2 separate regions of the Mus musculus genome follow, and region 1 is linked to region 2. The links are chromatin contacts, called in public Hi-C maps. All regions are on one chromosome and are shown on one strand. Each heading gives the region's core, a stretch centred on a gene start, on an enhancer-like site or on the middle of the called end of the contact. The rest is flanking DNA. Distances are from core to core; before and after follow the strand shown. Region 1 overlaps Nipbl (NIPBL cohesin loading factor). Region 2 overlaps Cplane1 (ciliogenesis and planar polarity effector 1).

The links. A called contact is a pair of places that touch in the nucleus more often than the background predicts.
Region 1: a contact with region 2 is called in a Hi-C map of liver, with 1.8 times the contacts expected there. The contact joins two enhancer-like sites. A contact is called at or near these places in 4 of 39 promoter capture datasets (the C10 cell line, embryonic stem cells, hippocampal neurons and 1 more), 8 of 484 Hi-C or Micro-C datasets (Sertoli cells, cerebellum, cortical neurons and 3 more), 1 of 115 datasets of contacts at active chromatin or transcription factors (embryonic stem cells) and 3 of 9 other capture datasets (adipose tissue, embryonic stem cells and pancreatic islet).

The regions. Positions count from the first base shown.
Region 1 is chr15:8,290,843-8,297,258 of GRCm38.p6, reverse strand. It overlaps Nipbl (NIPBL cohesin loading factor), which reads left to right. Exons shown (of 47, transcript NM_027707.3): 43 at 381-527; 44 at 1,474-1,748; 45 at 4,001-4,175; 46 at 4,934-5,122; 47 at 5,669-6,416. The coding sequence ends at 6,034. Among named protein-coding and RNA genes, the nearest start is that of Gm52208, 14 kb to the right of the region's middle. Within about 2 kb of position 4,603, at least 7 of the 459 cell types and tissues checked have an H3K27ac peak or open chromatin away from gene starts, as enhancers often do. A contact at or near this core is called in liver, where this site is marked.
Region 2 is chr15:8,235,270-8,242,155 of GRCm38.p6, reverse strand. All of the region lies in intron 38 of Cplane1 (ciliogenesis and planar polarity effector 1), which reads right to left. Among named protein-coding and RNA genes, the nearest start is that of Gm41265, 16 kb to the right of the region's middle. Within about 2 kb of position 3,450, at least 2 of the 459 cell types and tissues checked have an H3K27ac peak or open chromatin away from gene starts, as enhancers often do. A contact at or near this core is called in liver, where this site is marked.

The DNA of each region.
Region 1 (6,416 bases), core at 3,354-5,853, 54 kb before region 2:
TAATCTTTTACAAGGCAATGGCTAATTATGTTTTCGTATGTGTACTTTCTGATACAGTATGTATCTATCTTAAAGGTCTCACATAATCTATAAGAAAAAGAAGGAGTTTTACTTAAATGCACTTAAGCTTCACCTCTTCTTTCTTAAGGTAGCATGGTGTAAGTCATTATAAATCTTCTAAAGTAACGGTTGCAAGCTCACTTCATCTCTGCCTCTGCTTGTTTCCTTCTCTCTCACTCCTTTGTCTTTCTCCTTTGTACTTGTCTTTCTCTCTCTCCAATATTAATGAAGTGTAATGCCCTGTAGTAATTTTCTAGAAGCTCTTTAGGTGGGTTTCTATCTTACCACTAAGCATGTGTACCTTCTTTTAAAATTTGCAGAAAACAGAAGTGACTATGCTCTTGTACATAGCAGACAATCTAGCCTGTTTTCCATACCAGACTCAGGAAGAGCCGCTGTTTATAATGCACCACATAGACATTACGCTCTCTGTTTCCGGTAGTAACCTATTGCAGTCATTCAAGGAGGTAAGTTACAGGTGGTGCTAAGCACTTTGGTTTGCTTTTGGTTTTGTTTTTTCTTTCAAGACAAGGTTTCTCTGTGTAGCCCTGGCTGTCCAGGAACTCTTTATAGACTGAGTTGGCCTCAAAATCAGAGATCCACCTGCCCTGCCTACAAGTGCTGGATTAAAGGCATGTGTGGGTTGCTGTTTCATTCTATTCAGATCTAAAGGCACCCCATTTCTAGGTAGTTGAGGTGTCCTTTCTACATATGTGTGGACAGTGCTATTGATGGGTCAACCCACTGTTCTCACTCTCGCTTGAAGCACTAAGTGTTGTCATTTGCCTGTGTATCCACTTGAACCCCATTAGAGTTCCTCCATTAAGAAACTGGAGAGACCTTACACTAGCAGCTTAGCAGCACATTTGAAAGCTCTAGAACAAAAAGAAGCAAAGAAACCCAAGAGGAGTAGACGGCAGAAAGTAATCAAACTCAGGGCTGAAGTCAACCAAGTAGAAAGAAAAATAGAGATCAACAAAACCAGGAGATGGTTCTTTGAGAAAATCAACAAGATAGACAAATCCTTAGCCAGACTGACCAGAGGGCACAGAGACGGTATTCAATCAACAAAATCAGAAATGAAAAGGGAGACATAACAACAGAAACTGAGGAAATCCAAAACATCATAAGCATTGTTCTTATTCCACAGTGGCTCATTTACATATTTTGTAACTAAGCCATCTGCCTCATTGCCGACCTTAGGAGAAAGTCATCTCCCTTTCAGTGGTGTAGACACTTTTTTGGGTGGGGAGGTGGGTGGGTGCTGTGCATGATTTAGTCCTAGGACTAAGTCCGCCCTAAGGCTTACTTCTCCACTTGCTTATGAACTCTCTGCTGAAGGAAGCTTTGTGCAGCTGTTAGTGGCATTTTGGTTTTATTGTTTTGTTTTTTACAATTTCCTTTTTCTTTCAGTCTATGGTAAAAGACAAAAGGAAAGAGAGGAAAACGTCCCCTGCTAAAGAGAACGAGTCCAGTGAGAGTGAAGAAGAAGTGTCCAGACCTCGGAAGTCTCGAAAGCGGGTAGATTCGGAGTCAGACTCAGACTCTGAAGATGATATAAATTCAGTGATGAAGTGTTTGCCGGAAAATTCAGCCCCTTTGATTGAATTCGCAAATGTTTCCCAGGGTATTTTATTACTTCTTATGTTAAAGCAGCACCTGAAGAATCTCTGTGGATTTTCTGATAGGTAAGTTTACATAAGAGTGAGAGAAAAGCATGCCCTGGTAGAGGATCCACAGGCGCCATAGAACAATATTAGAAGAAAGGAAAGGATACTTCTTCACTCCATGCATTCCAGATTTAAATGAACTACTAATTTATTGATTTACATAAAAAATGCTTTATTAGAGAGTTAGTCTAATTTTAAAATATATCCCAGTTTTAACAAGAAATGCCGTGCAGTAAGAGTATAGACATAGCCTGACTATAGAGGAAGTAAAGATAGAGAACTATCAGAAGCCACTGGAGACATTCTGAGCATCTCAGTCATTGGGAGCTTAGATTCTTTTCTTTTTCTTTTTTTAAATCACCAAGTGGGGCTGAGAAGGTGGGGTTAAGAGCACCTATTCCTCCTACAGAAGATTCCGCTTCAGTTCCAAGCAGCCATAGGAGATCTGTCAGCTTTCTCTGGCCTGTGCAAGCACCACACACACATAACATACAAACTTTTTAAATCTTTTGTAAAAATATCACCTAGTCAAGCTGGGCGTGGTGGCGCACGCCTTTAATCCCAGCACTTGGGAGGCAGAGGCAGGCGGATTTCTGAGTTCGAGGCCAGCCTGGGCTACAGAGTGAGTTCCAGGACAGCCAGGGCTATACAGAGAAACCCTGTCTCGGGGAAAGAAAAAAAGAAGAAAAAAAAAAAAGTCACCAAGTCAAATAATATCAGTAGCCAAGTGTAAAGAGTATGTGTCGTAATTAAGGTCACTATTGCTGGATGGAATACCGTGACCAGAGCAACTTGGGCAAGGAAAAAGTGTATTTGGCTTGTACGTCCACATTGAAGAAGTCAGAAGGGTGCTGCTTACTGGCTTGCTGATCGTGACTTGCTCGGGCTGCTTTCTTAGAGAACCCAGGACCCCCAGCGCAGGGGTGGTTCCGCTTGCAGTGCTGGGTCTCCCACGTCAGTCACTCAGAAGATGCCTAACAGCCTTGCCTACAAGCCAGACTCATGTCGGCGTTTTCTCAGTTAGGCTCCTTCTTCTTTCCAGTGACTCTAGCTTACCAAGCTGACACAAAACCAGTCAGTACAGTTTATTTCATGTAAAGGGCCATTTAATGCTATAACTGTTGAGCATAGCATCCTGATGTAGCATGTGGTTACCCTGGGTTCTGTCCCTAACACCAGAAAGGGGAAGAGAGAGAAGCATAGTTAACAGCTTTTATCACTGAGAGCTTATGTGGTAGTGAGAGCTCCTCCCACTGTTTTCAACAAGTGCTAAAACTCCAGCCACCGTTTTAATGTAGCGCTGAAGATGGGGCCAGAGCCTTGTGTTTGCTATGCGTGCACTGTGCTGGGTTCTTACGCTCTGCTGCAAGCCTTACAAGTGCAGGGTTTTAAGAGAAATATTTGGATGTGAAATGTTGGTAACTGATTTAGAGTAATTTAAAACAGTGTAAAGTATTATTGTATCGGTAAGGAGTTGGAAAAAATTTTAAGAGTCACTAAAAATCTGAAACAGGTTTACAAGCAGTTTTTCTGGCCATTATATAGACAATGAAAAATCCAAAGAGTCAAAATGAGGGGTTGATAAGTTAGCTCAGTAGATAAAGTGGATCTTACCTCTGAACCTGACACTGTGAGACTCATCCCCAGACCCAACATGATGGAAGGGAGAACTGACAGCCACATGTGCACATACATAAACAAAATTGTAGTAAATAAATGAACGTGAAACCAAGGAAGTAAGACCAGTAAGGTGACGAGGTGCATAAAGGTGCTTGCAACCAAGCCATGGTCAATCTCCAGGCCTCCACAGTGAGAGGAGAGAGCTAATTCCTGTGAACTGTCATCTGGCCTCCATGCACGTGCAGAGGTGACACACACACCTGCAGACACGCCCCAATAAATGTTCAGAGTTCTTCCCACAGAAAAGAACCAAAAGTTAGCCGGCACACCAGTTAATTGGACTCAGTTGTAAGAAAGATCGTTGTAGTCTATAAAAAGACGGAAGACACTGATTTCAAGACGACAGCATTTACTGTAACCTGGACTCTCAGTCTGTCCCTCCTCAGAGCCAGGTGCCTTGTTCTCGTCCCCATCAGTACAGACATCGCTGAGAGCAAAGGGGCACTCAGTTGATGTTGACTTCTTTCTTCTCACTGGGTGAGATCTGTAGGATTTAAAACTTGAGTCATTATTAAGAAAGAAAGAGTTAGAATCGGTTTAAGTATGTGCATGAACTTTTTTGAAATTCTGATTTTATATTTCCAAAACAGTAAAATTCAAAAATATTCTCCATCTGAATCTGCAAAAGTGTATGATAAAGCCATTAATCGGAAAACAGGGGTTCATTTTCATCCCAAACAAACACTGGACTTCCTGCGAAGTGACATGGCTAATTCCAAACTGACGGAGGATGTGAAGAGGAGCATCGTAAGGCAGTACTTAGACGTGAGTACCGAACTCAGGAGCATCCCGGGCTGGCTGTTGGGCTAACTTTCCCACTGTTCCCACCACGGTGCACAGCCAAAGACGGAGGATTGCTTAACAGAGTGAATGGCTTATGTCCTTAAAAGTTAAAGCCATGGGTCCCTTACCCTCCTGGCCATTTTCCTCTCCTTTCTGGCAACTAATTGGTTTTCCTTGTATTCACCCGCCCCCAATCCCACCGCCTCTCTCAGTAGTATCCCTCTGTCTAGCCCTGGCTGTCCTTGAACTCACAGAGATTCCACTGCACACTGGGTGCTTGGGTGAAATGTGTGCACCTAGCTTTTCTTGCATATATGCTTGGATGGTGGATGGGTGGGTGTGGTAGTACATGCCTTTAACTCCAGTACTGAGTCCAAGGCCTGTCAATTAATAGTCAATATTTATTTCCTGAATGTTTGTTGACTTGGACACACCTCCAAGCAAACTATGGGTCTTGATCCAAATCGAGCCTCTGTTGTAAAGTTGTAATGACATGGCCATGATCAGTCTATATGCTTTCCTACAGCAGTGGGGAGCTGTAATTGCAGCAGGAACCATATGCCCACCAGCCCCAAACGCAGTGCCTGTCATTCTGCCTCTGTACAGAAAAGACTTGTCAGTCCCTGATTTGCACAGTTAGCCATGGTCTCTTTCACCCACTCTAAACCACCACCATAGAAAACATCTAAATCTGGCAGTGTTGTTTAAATATTTACAGAAAACTCTCAATCTTGTTTTAGTTTAAACTTCTCATGGAACATCTAGACCCTGATGAAGAAGAAGAGGAAGGAGAGGTGTCAGCTAGCACCAATGCTCGGAACAAAGCAATTACCTCGCTGCTTGGAGGAGGCAGCCCTAAAAATAACACAGCAGCAGACACAGAAGATGAGGAGAGTGATGGGGAGGATAGAGGAGGAGGCACTTCAGGGGTGAGGCGGAGGAGGAGTCAACGTATTTCCCAGCGTATTACGTAAAATGATTTTTATGTGCTTATGTGTGTCAGTCTATTAAATGTACTCCAAGTAATGTAATGCTTATAAAACAAAGCAGTTTGTAGATAGATTCTCTACTTAACCATTTATACAGCCTTTTGTAGAAAGTTTAACATAAAAGATAATAAAAAACCAGAAATGAGATTTATTCAGCATAAAGGATTAATAATTTTTTGGATTGTATTAATGTGTGCTATCCTTTTTATTGTTGCTAAGTTTTATGTAGCTTTATGGTTTATATGTACATATAATAATTTTATATATCAAGAGTAAAGACACGGGTACAAATTAAAAGCTATATGGTTTTACAAGTATACGTTAACCCCTTGGCGCTGGCGGTCACGGTGCGTCTCATTGCCGGCAATGGAATGTGCCGGGGAATCCCAGCTCCCGGCGTCAAGGGATTACAAGCAATAAAAACGATAATTTCACTAAAATTCTTTTGTGTAACACTTGGTCTTTTTTCCCCTCCCAATGTTTTAGTCATTGAGAAGGTCAAAACGAAATTCAGACTCTACGGAGTTGGCAGCACAGATGAATGAAAGTGTTGACGTCATGGATGTCATCGCTATTTGCTGTCCAAAGTACAAAGACCGACCACAGATTGCAAGAGTAGTACAGAGAACCAGCAGTGGCGTCAGTGTCCAGTGGATGGCAGGCTCCTACAGCGGCTCCTGGACGGAGGCCAAGCGCCGCGATGGCCGCAAACTGGTGCCTTGGGTAGACACTATTAAAGAGTCAGACATTATTTACAAAAAAATTGCTCTAACGAGTGCTAATAAGCTGACTAATAAAGTTGTTCAGACTTTACGATCCCTGTATGCCGCCAAGGATGGGACTTCCAGCTAATGAATTTGTACATGCAGCCAAATTTACAGGAATTTTTTTAAAAAGGCAAAAAAAAAAACTTGAATTATCAACATTCTGGCAAAAAAAAATCAGTTTTTTGAAGAGTGGAACCTGGGATGCAGGAACAAAGGAAGGAATGTTGGGCAGACATTTTTGTGGGAGCTCCCTTCGCTGTTGTGCAGCAGAAACGTCTCTCGGTTCGTTTTTACTCCCACTGTATTATAGTTTAACAAAATTGTTTATATCTTGGAAAAAAAAACTTTCTGTTTAAAAAATAAACAAGTGAATGTTGGAAATTAGTCTGTTAATGTTCTTAATAAAGTGTTCTTGGAGTTGAACCTAGCAGCGGATGGCTTTCTTTAGCTTAGCCCAGTTTCCAGGG
Region 2 (6,886 bases), core at 2,201-4,700:
TGAGAAAATAGGTAGCCAGCTTAATGTAATTTTTAAGCAACATGACTATAGATTTCATTTTACTTAACTCTGAGCATGGTCTTACTCCCTAACCCTGGCTGACCTGGAACTTGTAAAGGTGCCCAGGCCAGCCTCAGACGCAGAGATCCCCTGCACGTCCCTTCTGAGTGCTGGGTTTAAAAGCGTGAGCCACTATGCTAGAGAAATATCCTAATCCTTAAAAAAGCAAAGACAAGCCACAAGCCGTGGTGCATGCTTTTAACCCCAGAACTCAGGAGCAGAGGGGCATGAGTCTCTGTGAGTGCAAGACCATCTGGGTCTACACAGCCAGCTCTAGGCCAGAGCCATATAATGAGACCCTGGCAGGAAAGAAAACAGCTCTAAAAACTGCCCAACATATCGATGCACTGAACAATCAGAAGCTAGCTAAATATTAGAAAAAGGAATATGCTTATAAAATACTCTGTCAATAGAAGAGAATGTATAATGTAAGTAGAAATCAAAAGAAATGCACCCAATGGTAATTTCAGACATGAGGTGGCTATAACATGTCCCATGCCATCCAATTTTCTTAGACTTAAACAATTATGTAACAACACAGTGAGGATTATTACATAATATAAAGTATTTAAACATCACTTCTTAGTTAGCATCGATTTTATTGAGCAACACTCGCATCACTTTCGACGTCGCTGCAAGTGTACTGAGATGCGATTCAGTACAAAGGAACAGCACGTTATGATACATTAGGAGGATGTCTAAGGTAACTGGAGAAACCAACCCTGGGACATGACAGTTACGCTTTCAGGGAAAAGCAAGGGCTACAGGAGTACCCAGGGCCAGGGGCTCAGAGATATCACAGAACTCTTTCACTGTGCCCCTTACCTGGCCATGCGAATGCAGGAGCTCATATGTGTCATATGTGTCATATGTGTCATAGCTTGCTAAATTAGACCAGTGAGTACTTAAGCATTTCATAAGGACACAGAGTCAGAGGAGATGCCATGAGTACTTGAAAGGTTCTATCCCCTCCTCCTCATGGTCATTTGCTCTAAGACTGACCACAATCTAGCCTTCTTCTCATGCCTGCTTCCCCAGCTGGAACCCAGGGCCTCTCACTCCAGAGCTATAATCCCAGTGAAAGAGGCTCATGGCCCAGGGGTCTAATTCACAACATTATTTGTACCTACTTGAAATCTGTAACACGTTAGTTTTCAACAACAAAAAAAACCTCTATGTTTCATTTAAATTTCAAGCTCAAGTTATTATAAATGCCATTTCCTTTTCGTTAATTAATTTATTCACTCTACATCCCAGTAACAGCCTCTCTCCCTCCTCTCTCCTCCTATCCTCCCTCCCCTATTTCGAATCTTCCCTAGGAGAATAACTCAAGGTAAATATCTAATATCACATAATTTTAAATTCCTTTTAAATCACTGTCTTAATGAGAAAGTATAAATACCTTAGCAAACTTTTTAAAGATGTAGTTTTTAAAAAATTATGTGTATGTTACTAGCTGGTACAAGACCCCCGACACATATAGAGCAGAAGACTGCCTGGTCTGACCTCAGTCAGAGAAGATGCACCTAACCCTCCAGAGACCTGAGGCTCCAAGGGAGTGGGGAGGTCTGGTGGGGTGGGGGTGGGCATGGGGACATCCTCTTGGAGATGAGGGGGAGGGATGGGATGAGGAATTGTCAGAGGGTGGACCAGGAGGGGGGGTGATGACTGGATTGTAAAACTTTCATAAAGTATACTAAGAATTTCACAAATTTCTATTCAGTGAACTGAACTCTTTTTTGCAATGATAGGCCATTAAATATAGCATTCACACAAAATGGACATTTTTAATCACCTAAAATATTGAAAATATTTTAATTTGCAGTGGGTTTTTTTTTGTGACTGGATATATTAATGTTCCTCTGAGTAGTATTGGCAATTGGTTCAGAAGAGAAACTCAATGAAATAAGAATAGTATTTATTCATGGTGATCAATTAAATTATTTGCCTAATTTAAGGAAACTAAATACTATGCATAACTAAATTTATTTGCAATTCTCAGTTTGATTTGAGGTAACAGAAGAGAGTCTAAGTCTACCTGTGGAATATGTTGTTTTATTTTCAGTGTTTAGGGTTACATTTAAACATAGTTGGTTTGGGAAAACGACATATAATTTTAAGTTAACCTGCATGCTGTAAATGTGTTTAAATAAAGGAAAATCTTTTTTGAAATGTAAATAATAAATAAATAAATAAATAAATAAATAAAAGTAGCCAGGCAGTGGTGGCGCACGCCTTTCATCTCAGCACTTGGGAGGCAGAAGAGGGTGGATTTCTGATTTCGAGGCCAGCCTGGTCTACAAAGTGAGTTTCAGGAGAGCCAAGGCTACACAGAGAAACCCTATCTCGAAAACAAACAAGCAAAAAAAAAAAAGTAATAAAAAAATTGGATGGATATGTTTCATCATGAATAAATGAGATAATCAATATAAAAAACAATCTGTGGGCCCACTGTCCTCTACCCCTGCATGGTGTACAACTGTGGGTCCCAGAGCGCTCTTGGAATAAAAGCCCTCTTGCAGTTTGCATCAAGACTGTTTCTCATGAGTGATTTGAGGTGTCACCTCTCCTGAGTCAGAACGTGGGGGAGTCCTCACATTGTGGGTCTTTCATTTGGTGCATTGGCTGGGAAACACGGCCACACCTCACACCCGAGAACCCACTTGGAGGTATGGGGATCCCCTCTGGAATGTGTGCGTGTTGGCTGGTGTCTCTGTTTTCTGAAAGGAATGTGCGCTTGTTGTGTTGGGTTGTTTGTCTGTGTCTCATCCTTTGTTTCTGAAGCATGGCGCAGCCTGAGTTTGGATCTGCCTGAGTTTTAGATTCTGATCCGCCTGAGTTTATTCTGATCAGCCTGAGTTTGGATCTGCCTGAGTTTGGTTTCTCTGGTTTTGGTTGTCCCAGTGGAAGTGGACGACATTGTTTGTAGACGATGGGGTTTTCTGAAACGAGTACTTTGTATTTGCAGCTGTCCTCTCAGGCCGTAAGGACTGGAGGACTATGGTTGGCAGACATGCTAGGAGGACCACAGGCTGCCACCCTGGGGGATGCCCTGGGAAGTGGGAAGAGCCAGGAACGCATGGTAGTCTCTGGAGATTGGTCAGATGGACTGAGTTCTGTTGTTGAAGTGGTAGCGTCCCCCTCTGAAGTCGTCTAATTCTTTTGCCTGCTTGTGGAGGACACGAAAGGGTCATGTGTGTCTGGATCTGTTGGTTTCTGTTTTGTGTGTTTTTGTGTATGTGTTTAGAGCTATGTGAAAATCTAGAGAAGCGAAGGTAATTTGTACTTTGTACCCTGACTAGAGATAGTTTACACATGAGAGAAGGGGTTTGAGAAAAGCAGTATTCTCCGACTATTTGGTGAGAGAGAAAAAGAAAAAGTAAATAGTATCAATTGATCTTTGGAGCCCTACACCTGTAGTGAGAAGTCTAGTGTGGCTGGAGAAGCCCTGCTAGGAGCTGATTGTAAACACTGCTCTTAAAGGGACCAGCAGCTTCTCAAGTTCTATGGTAAGGGAACTGATGGCTGTTTTTCCTACAAAATCTCTGTGCTTGTGATTATTGGATTCATCAGGTAACAAGGAGCTCCTCTCTTGAAATTACAGCTAGAAAAAATTAAGAATTTTGTTTGGTTTAAATAAGCAAATGTCTGCAGCCATTTCATTTTTGTTTCTGAATGGTTTTAAAGGTATAAGTATGTTTTATATGTCTTGGTTATAGATTATTGGCTCATAAGGTATTGGTTATGAATAAAAATTTGTAACATTGGTAACAGAAAGTTGGCTTAAAACTGGTAACTCTGGGTTGGAGTAATTTAAAACTACAACATGCAGCATGAGACAACCCGTGGAAACAGATCTCTAAAGATACGCCTGAATTGGGTAGTATTCTATGTAATTCTTACCTAGAAACCAGACTTATAAAAGATAGGATTTAGGGCAGTGTCTCTTTGAGGTATTGGGGGCTGCACCTTCTTGCATTTGTGTGCAGGAACAAGCAGCCAAACTTTGTAGCAAGTAATGTTTTTGGTGTTGATTTTTAAAGAAAATGGATTGTTTACAGTGTTAAAATTGGGTTTTGCTTCCCAAAATTGTGGTTGTGCTCTGGTGTTACAAGAGAAATCAAAAGTGAAGGCTTCTCCTGAATCAGAGCCACCAGCTAACCCAAGGGCTTCTCCAAAATCTATCCCGAGACTGAGAAGCCTCCTGAGTGGCCTAGTCCACTACCTCCCTCTTATCCACAGCCTCAACTGCCACCCCACTTGGGGCGGCGAGAAGCAGACCCGCTGCAGGTACACTGAGCTGCAGAGCTCAGAGTCCGGATGGACTCCAGTGGACCCGTCCAACCTTCAACCCCTTCAGTATTGGCCATTTTCCTCTGCTGATCTTTATAACTGGAAAACTAACCACCCCCTGCTCCTTTCTCAGAGGATCCCCAACGCCTCACAGGGTTGGTGGAGTCCCTTATGTTCTCTCATCAGCCTACTTGGGATGATTGTCAGCAGTTGCTGCAGATAAAGAGCGAGAGAGAATTCTATTAGAGGCTAGAAAAAATATCCCGGGAGCCGACAGGCAGCCTACACAGCTACAAAATGAGATGGACATGGGATTCCCTTTGACTCGCCCCAGTTGGGACTACAACATGGCTAAAGGTAGGGAGAGCTTGAAATCCTATCGCCAGGCTCTGGTCTCCTAGGCACCTCAAAATGGCCCACTAATTTCGCTAAGGTAAGAGAAGGTGTATTACAAGAGGTAGACAGTTACGTGATCTAGTGAAAGAGGCAGAGAAGGTGTATTATGTGAGGGGGGAGGTGGGAGGCAGAAGAAAGAGAGAGGTGGGAGGCAGAAGAAAAGAAAGAGAACAGGAGGGATCGTAGACAAGAGAGAAATTTGACTAGAATTTTCGCCGAAGTGGTAGGAGATAAAGAAAAAAGACAGGACCTAGACAGATAGGGAACCTGGGCAACAGAAGACCAATGTGCTTAACAGAATTAGGTGAGTTGGGGTACCGAGCCTCAGCTAAAAAGGCTCAGCTGTGTCAGACTGAAGTTACTTATTTGGGATACACCCTTCGAGACCGGAAGCAGTGGCTAAAGGAAGCCAGAAAAAAAAGACTGTAACTCAGATCCCCACCCCAACTACACCAAGGCAAGTAAGAGAATTCTTGGGTACCGCTGGCTTCTGCAGGCTTTGGATACTTGGGTCTGCAACCTTAGCTGCCCCGTTGTACCCCCTAACCAACGAAGGGGAGGTATTTGTGTGGACCCCAGATCACCAGAAAGCCTTTGATGAAATTAGACCCTGTTGCCAGCAGGTGGTTTTCTTGCCTGAAAGCTATTGCTGCCATAGCTCTACTTGTCAAAGATGCGGATAAGCTCACTCTGGGACAGCAAATAACAGTAGTGGCACCCCACGCTCCTGAAAGCATTATCTGATAGCCCCCTGACCGATGGATGACCAACGCTCGAATGACACATTATCTGAGCTTTGTTGACTGAATGAGTGACCTTCACTCCCCCTGCTCTTCTCAATCCCGCTACCCTACTGCCCGAGACTGATGACCCTTCACCTACTCATCACTGCGCTGACATTCTTGCAGAAGAAAATGGAACTCAAAATGATCTGAAGGATCAGCCTTGGCCTGGGAGTCCGAGCTAGTACACGGATGGCAGTAACTTAGTGGTTGAAGGTAAGCAGAAGGCAGGGGCAGCAGTGGTGGACAGAAAGCAAGTGATCTGGGCCAGCAGCCTCCCTGAAGGGATGTTGGCCCAGAAAGCCGAACTTGTGGCTTTGATACAAGCTCTACGAATGGCAAAGGGGAAGTCTATCAACATCTACACTGACAGCAGGTATGCTTTTGCCACTGCACGGAGCAATATAGAGACAAAGAAGGCTGTTGACATCTTCAGGGAAAGACATAAAAAATAAAGAGAAAATTTTGATCCTCCTCGAGGCCATACACTTGCCAAAAAGGTGGCCATTATACATTGTCCAGGACACCAGAAAACTCGAGATGCTGTGGCTAAAGGGAATCAGATGGCTGACCTAACTGCCAAACAGGCGGCCCAAGGAGCAATGATCCTGGCAGTCAAGGAGCCTAAAGATTATTATGATGTCAGAGAGACCAGCTTTAGATACACCCTCGAGGACTATCAAGTTATGGACAAATTAGGACTGTTAAAGGAAACCTCGTATGGGATAGTAAAAACAGAAGAAGGAAAAAGTAGTTCTCCCACGGGAAGAAGGACACAAGTATGTTACCAACTTAAATTACTTGACCCACTTGGGGGCCAAGAAATTAAAAGGTGTGGTCAGGTCCTATGTTATAGGACTCTCTGACTTGGCAGAAGAAATAGTCAAAAGCTGCAAGGCCTGTGCTATGACTAATACAAGACACTACATGTATACTCCTGAGAAGAGGCTTGGGGTGACCTGCCTGGGGCCTACTAAAAGGTAGATTTTACAGAATCTAAGCTAGCTAGATATGGCAACAAGTACTTATTAGTGTTTATAGACACCTTTTCAGGCTGGGTAGAAGCTTTTCCCACCAGGACTGAGACAGCCAATGTGATGGCCAAGAAGATCCCAGAAGAAATCTCCTGAGGTTTGGGATACCCAAGGTAATCGGGTCTGATAATGGATCTGCCTTTGTTGCCCAGGTAAGTCAGGGGCTAGCCAAGATATTGGGGATTAATTGAACAGGCCCCAAAGCTCAGAACAGGTAGAGAGGATGAATAGGATCATTAAAGAGACCCTTACCAAATTCACAGCAGAGACTGGCGCTAATGATTGGATAGCTCTCCTACCCTTTGTGCTCTTCAGGGTTAG